Linked DNA regions of Anas platyrhynchos: region 2 is linked to region 1. The links are chromatin contacts, called in public Hi-C maps. All regions are on one chromosome and are shown on one strand. The core of a region is the stretch at or near the end of the contact, and the rest is flanking DNA. Distances in the headings are between cores, read along the strand shown. Region 1 overlaps KLHL2 (kelch like family member 2). Region 2 holds the start of TMEM192 (transmembrane protein 192).

The links. Hi-C and Micro-C count contacts between places; a contact is called where the count stands out from the background.
Region 2: a contact with region 1 is called in a Hi-C map of F1 follicle, with 2.2 times the contacts expected there. The contact joins the promoter of TMEM192 here to the enhancer-like site in region 1. A contact is called at or near these places in 4 of 8 Hi-C or Micro-C datasets (F1 follicle, liver, skeletal muscle and 1 more).

Annotation. Positions count from the first base shown.
Region 1 is chr4:30,935,042-30,938,266 of IASCAAS_PekinDuck_T2T, forward strand. All of the region lies in intron 4 of KLHL2 (kelch like family member 2), which reads right to left. Among named protein-coding and RNA genes, the nearest start is that of MSMO1, 28 kb to the left of the region's middle. Within about 2 kb of position 1,465, at least 2 of the 8 cell types and tissues checked have an H3K27ac peak or open chromatin away from gene starts, as enhancers often do. A contact at or near this core is called in F1 follicle, where this site is marked.
Region 2 is chr4:30,973,840-30,977,064 of IASCAAS_PekinDuck_T2T, forward strand. TMEM192 (transmembrane protein 192) reads left to right here and starts at 1,776. Exons shown (of 5, transcript XM_027456463.3): 1 at 1,776-1,903. The coding sequence starts at 1,871.

The DNA of each region.
Region 1 (3,225 bases), core at 215-2,714:
CCAAAAATAGCCAGTAGGGGGTACCCTAACTTTCCTGTAAAAGTCAAAACATACTTCAATATGCATATTGCTTCCTACTGCAAGAAATGCAAAGGGAAAAAAATCCTTTCCAATGGCTTGTTCTATGAAAAAAAATCTTGTCATAGTGGTTGTTTTTATAATCAGAAAAACTGAATAGATTATTATTACAGATGGCAAATAAGAAATCACGTATTCTCTTCTTTGCATCAAAGTAGTAGTGATGAATCTTGGAATGACTGCTAGATTTCCTAGAGCATATCATTTAACCCTTATAAGCTTCTGATGACTTTCCTGATTATCTCCTGATTCTCCTTTCTGCAGAAACACTCCTGTTCCCAAGGCTATGTGTACGTGGCACTACAACCACTTTTCCAATTCCACTGAGATAACAAGGACTTTGATCAGGTCGCGTGTGGTATCCTGCGTATTCAAGAGAGATCCACTTAAGGCCCAAAACTTTGGTCCCTATTTTCACTGGAGTATTCAAGTACTTCAAAGTAACCCATTTATGTTATCAACCTGTTTTTGAGGCTGCTGCCCTCTCTCGTGGCCCTTCAGATACCTGCCAGGATTCTGATGAGGGCTGGAGTACACTGATGTTGCCTGCAGCAATTGTCCCTCCTTTTTTTCCAGTTCACCCTCATGTGGCTGGATGTACTTACCTCATGTGACCAAAATACAAATCTATTGAGTTCTGAGATGAGGAGCAGCTCTTACAGGCAGGCATCCATCTAGTTATTTGTGACCTATTGATTCAGAAGGAACATATCTACAACAGTCTGGGAGATACAGCAGGGCTTGTGTGACTAGCCAACAAACCTCTACCATGGAAGAAGGCTCAGAGGAGATGGATAAGAGCAATGAGTTCAGCAAAGAATGCAAGGAATGACCACCCAGTGCTGTTAAGCAAACTGAACTTATCTCAGCACAAGGTGGGGGTAACCTTTGTTTTCAGAGTACAGCTGTACCAGTAGGTCATCAAGTCATGTAAACAGCCTTCCTTGAGATAATTAGTAGAGAGCAATCCCTTTCCCAGCTAAACAGCCCGGCAAAGCAGGGGAAGTATACATGTAACTCAGTCCAACTGTAATTATAAAATCTGCATAACCAAGAAAAATAAAAGACCTCTGAAGAAAGTAATAGGCTCGAGCTGGCTTTAACCCCTGTATTCCTTCCTAGTGACTGGGGCAACCTGTCATGCTGTGTATGCACGTTAGGGAGACCAGTAATGGGAATCACATTTGTACAGGGATCTAACTGTATACTGCAGTTGCTATATTGTACTTTTGTTCTGATTTCAGTATGCTGCTGTCTGTCTGCTAAATCAGTAGCATGATGCAGCACCAAGTATCTTAAAGACCTTTCATTAACCCCTCTCACATGGACTACCTTAAAGAACCCGGTCAGAGTACTGAGCTGTGACAGCCTTCCACACAGCCTTGGCGTGCCTCCACACCAGACAAGGGGGTTTGTCCTGCCAGAAAGCTGCTGGATGACTTATTACAGGCATCTCTTCACAGCATTTCCACTTCACGACATTCAGTGCTACGTTCCACTTCAGGCAGCCCCTAGCTCCCAAAGTAACAAGCACAAGTTGGCACTGCTTTACGCAACAGCTGCCTTTAGTATCTGTCCTGCTAGGTGACAATGGAGGATCGCTAGCTTACTGGAGCAAGTCCAGAGGAAGGGGCCACCAAGACGATCAGGGGACTGGAGCATGTGGTATTGCAAAGAGAGGCTCTGAATTTGTTTAGCCATAAAAGAGAAGGTGGAGAGAAGGTGGAGGGGGAGAGCTTATTAGTGTCCACAGCTGTTTAATGGAAGGGTAGAGAAAACAGAACCAGGCTGTTCTTGAAGTTGCACAGCAATTGCACAAGATGCAATACAGAAGTGAGAAGTTTTGGAAGTCTGATTAGAGAAAAGGAGTTAGGCTTTTTGTTTGTTAAGCCACAAGGGTGATTAAGCTCCAGGACAGGTCACCCCAACAAGCTGCAGAATTTCCATCCTTAGAGATACTCAAAATACAGTGGACAGGTCCCTCTGCAATCTGCTTCAGCTGGACCTGCTTTATAAATAACAAAGTTCAATGCAAAGTAAAATTTAAATTGATTAGTTTTTGTTGTTGTTGGTTTTCCTCTGCTGGTTTAAATCAATTTGATACAATAATTTAGTAATTGGGCTTTTTTTTTTTTTTACCCAACCCATGCTCTTATCTTTGCATTCATCTTTCCAGTAACAGATTCTCCTGGCGTGCTGTGCTACCTGCAATAGGAAGATGCTTAAGACAAGATTTTTATCTTACTATTTTGAGATTTCCTGGAATTTCTTGGAGATGTATTTCATGAATCCTTGCCTAAATTCAAACTGATACCTGACAATTATGCATTTAAAGAATATATTGCAGGTTTTGGTAACAAGATCGTATTCTTTTCACGGCATAAACAAAAAATTTCTCAGAACACTGTTTTGCACACAAATAAGCCAAAAAAAAAATCAAACCAGCTTATGACTAGAGAAATGAACAGTGTGCTGTTTAAAAAAGAAAAAAAAATATTTTTATAACATGCAGAGGAAAAAACACATCAGTAACATTAGGAAAGAGAATAACCTAGGAAAGCAAATTTTGTGGGGGGTTGGACCCGATGATCTTTTGAGGTCCCTTCCAACCCCTACAGTTCTGTTTGATTCTGTGTGTGAAATGCCTGAGAATCCAATCACAATACAATGCAACATACAAACACTCAAGACAGCGAGTTACATCCTTGCCAATTATAGATATTCCGTATTTCCAGTTCTGACATTAAAATGAAATCAGTTTCAAAGAGCAGCAGTTATGTTAATACAAGTCATAAAACAAATCTTGAGGAGATACAGTAAAATGTAACATGTATTTCTAGGGGTTAAATACCTATTTCAGCTAACTAAATTCCTGAACTTCCTGTTTGTGCCATGGCACAAGGAAGAATGAAATTAAGAGACTGGTCAGAGATCATCAAAATTAGCTGTTTATTATTATTATTCCTATCTCAATGCATCTGTAATATAATTTAAACTGTGGTTTGTAACAAATTAGTTAAATTTCTAGTGAAATAACTCTGTGCTGCATTGAAATTATGCTGCTTATGAGTATGTATATAAAAACACTAAAAGATACAAATATTTTAACACTTGCATCCGTAGGATAAAATGTAGAGGTTCCAATTT
Region 2 (3,225 bases), core at 526-3,025, 39 kb after region 1:
TGGTTTCTTACTGAAACCAGGTTACAGCTTTCACAGAATCACAGAATCATAGAATGGCTTGGGTTGGAAGGGACCTTACAGCTCATCCAGTTCCAAACCCCTGCTATGGGCAGGAACACCTTCCGCAAAACCAGGTTGCCAAAAGCCCCAGCCAGCCAGGCCTTGAGCACCTCCACGGACATGGGGCATCCACAGCTTCTCTGGGCAACCTGTTCTAGTGCCTCACCACTCTCAGGGTAAAGAATTTCTTCCTTATGTGTAATCTAAATCAACCCTCTTTTAGTTCAAAGCTATTCCCCCTTGTCCTATCACTACAATGCCTGACCAAGAGTCTCTCCCCAGCTTTCCTGTAGGCCCCCTTTATGCACTGGAAAGTCTCCCCGGGGCCTTTTCTTCTCCAGGCTGAACAACCCCAACTCCCTCAGCCTGTCTTTGCCCAATGGCCTCCAATAAGCTCAAGGCTCAGGGATGGTCAAATAAAGCAAAGAGAAGGTTAGGAAACATGAGCAGATGAGCAGAGCACAAGAGATAATAAACACACCACTTTGTAAACTCCTATCACTCACACACATGAATACTGCAGCCAATTCTGATCCTTCGTTTCAGAAAGGATATAACTGAAAAAGATCAGAGAAGCTAACAAAGATTATCAAAAGCTGGGATAACCTCTGTATGAATAATAACTAAACAGTCCAGGAGTACTCAGCATACAAAAGGCTGGCACAGAGTAGTAAGACAGAGATCCATGAGATTAATACAGATACCATGAGTGGCCATTGCCTTTCCGTGTGGAAGAACAAAGAATTATAAAATGAAATTAGCAGAGGGCAGGTTTTAAAGAAAATATTTTTCTTCACAAGATTCACAACCATGCTGGAAACATCATTCACCAAGTCCTTATGCTAAAGTACAGTCTGTAGGGGCAACTGGGCAAATCCACTGAAGAGAAATCCACTAGAAACAATTAAGAGGATCCCCTCCTCGGGAAGTCCCTGTAACACAAGCATTCTGCACAGCAAGCCGTGCTGCATTTATTCCCATGCCTTCTTCTGGACACCTGCTGTTTTTCACCCTTAGGGACAAGAAGGGTACAGGAACAAACTGCAGGGCTGGGCTCTGACCCTGTGGCACCGCTCTCACTAACATCCCAGATTCTGTTCGCTGCAAATTCCCTTCTCATCAGACACATCCACCGTGAGGGAAGAAGAACTGTTCCAACAGGGGAAAAGCGTGTCCTGCACTCGCAGTGCCACCAGCCTTTCCCTTCCTGCAGTGCCACCAGGGCACGGGGGGCACCACCTCTGGCCCCGCTCTCATTAGTCACAGAACCATTAAGGTTGGAAAAGCCCTCCAAGATCATCTGGTCCAACCATCACCCTACCACCAATGTCACCCACTAAACCATGTCCCTAAGCACCACGTCCAGCCTTTCCTTGAACACCCCCAGGGACGGTGTCCACCACCTCCATGGGCAACCCGTCCCAATGCCTGACTGCTCTTTCTGAGAAGAAATGTCTCCTCATTTCCAACTCAAACCTCCCCTGGCACAACTTGAGGTCACCCCCTCTAGTCCTATGTGAGAAGAGGCCGATCCCCAGCTCCCCACACCTTCCTTTCAGGTAAGTGCAGAGAGCAATGAGGTGCGCCCTGAGCCTCCTCTTCCCCAGTCTAAACAACCCCAGTTCCTTCAGCCGCTCCCCATGTGGCTTGTGTCCCTGTCCCTTCACCGGCTTTTAGCCGGGGATGGGACGACGGGGGCCGGGCCCGGGACACTGCGGCTCCTCCCCGGGGCGTGCCAGGGGCCGGGCCCTGCGCCCAGGCGTGGGGCGCCGCTTAAAGGCGGCGGGGCGAGGCGGGGCGGGGCGCCGAGATGGCGGCCAGGCGGCAGCCGGAGCTGGACAACGTGAGTGCGGGGCGGCCGGGGGATCACCGCCAGTGCGCGGCGGCGGCTGTCGCTGGGGGCGAGCGCTGCGCGGGTTCCCCTTCTTCTCCCTCCCCCTCTTTGTTTATTTTTGCCTTCAGCCAGCGCTTCGGGCCTCCTCTTCCTCCCCGCTTCGGTCGTGGGGCGGCAGGCGCCGGCTGGGAAGCAGGAGCCCCCCGCCGAGCAGCGGGGGCACGGAGCCGCGGCGGGCTGCGGGCGGCTGCTGGGAGCGGGGCGGCTCCTCCCAGCCCCGGGCAGCCGCCTGCAGCCTGTCCCCGCCGCCTGGGTATGCCGGGTGGGGCTTCGGCTCAGCCCGGTGAGGCTGGTGCTCGCTCTAATTAGGGCGCTTCCTGGGTTTTCTGGAGGGGAGGAAATGCTCGCACGCTGCTCCCGTCCTCCCCGCGCTGCCCGGAGGTCATGCCGCCGAGTGCTTCCTGATGGTGGCCCCGCTTCGGTGGGTGGGAGCTGGGACCGGCTCACACGAGCTCTGATGGAGCTCCTGAAGCTCCGCCACTGTGTTTTGGAAACGAGGAGCTCACCTGCCCCCGGCAGGCAGAGGATGTCCTCCCACCGAAGGAGGCTCCCTGCCTGCCGGGGGAGTGTGCTGTTAGCTCCCCTGGGTGCTCAGGAGGAATGAGGCTGCATGGCCTGGCCACTAGTGTGCCTGCCCTGTGGCTTGCTTTCAGGCTTTAAAATTACACCTGGGGATGCAGCACAGAGCTTTCTTGTACTCCTACTTCTCGATTTTATGTTAGTAACAAGAAAAGAGCAATAGCGTTTATAAATCCTTAGGTCTGCAGCGTAAGGCCATCTTACCGGGTGGGTGTTCCAGCAAGGGTTGCTCATGGTCGAAGGCTGGGTAATCAAGAGGCTGAGATGGGTGAGGAGAAGCCTGGTTGCTCACCTTCAGTTGTGTGAGTGTGGCACTCGCTGTACTAAAATAAAACTGACTGCTGGCTGAGATAATGCTGGGTGGCTATCTCCTTTGTTGCAGGCAGCTGTCCATAGGTGAAACAACACCAGGGAGCCAGTCTGGGCTGTTGTGGTTAATGTGAAGTGTGAACCTACATAATGCAGTGAGTCAGGAATTGACTGGTAGGTTGGGCTCAGAGTTAAAGTAAATGGGGTTACATCAGGCTTGTGGCCACTTGTTAGTGGCATCCCCCAGGGCTCTGTTTTAGGGCCAGTTCTTAGCAATGTTTTTGTAAGTGAAGCCAAAGGCACACTGAGTTTGCAGATGACACTAAACTGGGAGGAGCTCTTAAATCCCTCAATGGTAGAGAGGCATTGCAGAGAAGTATCTA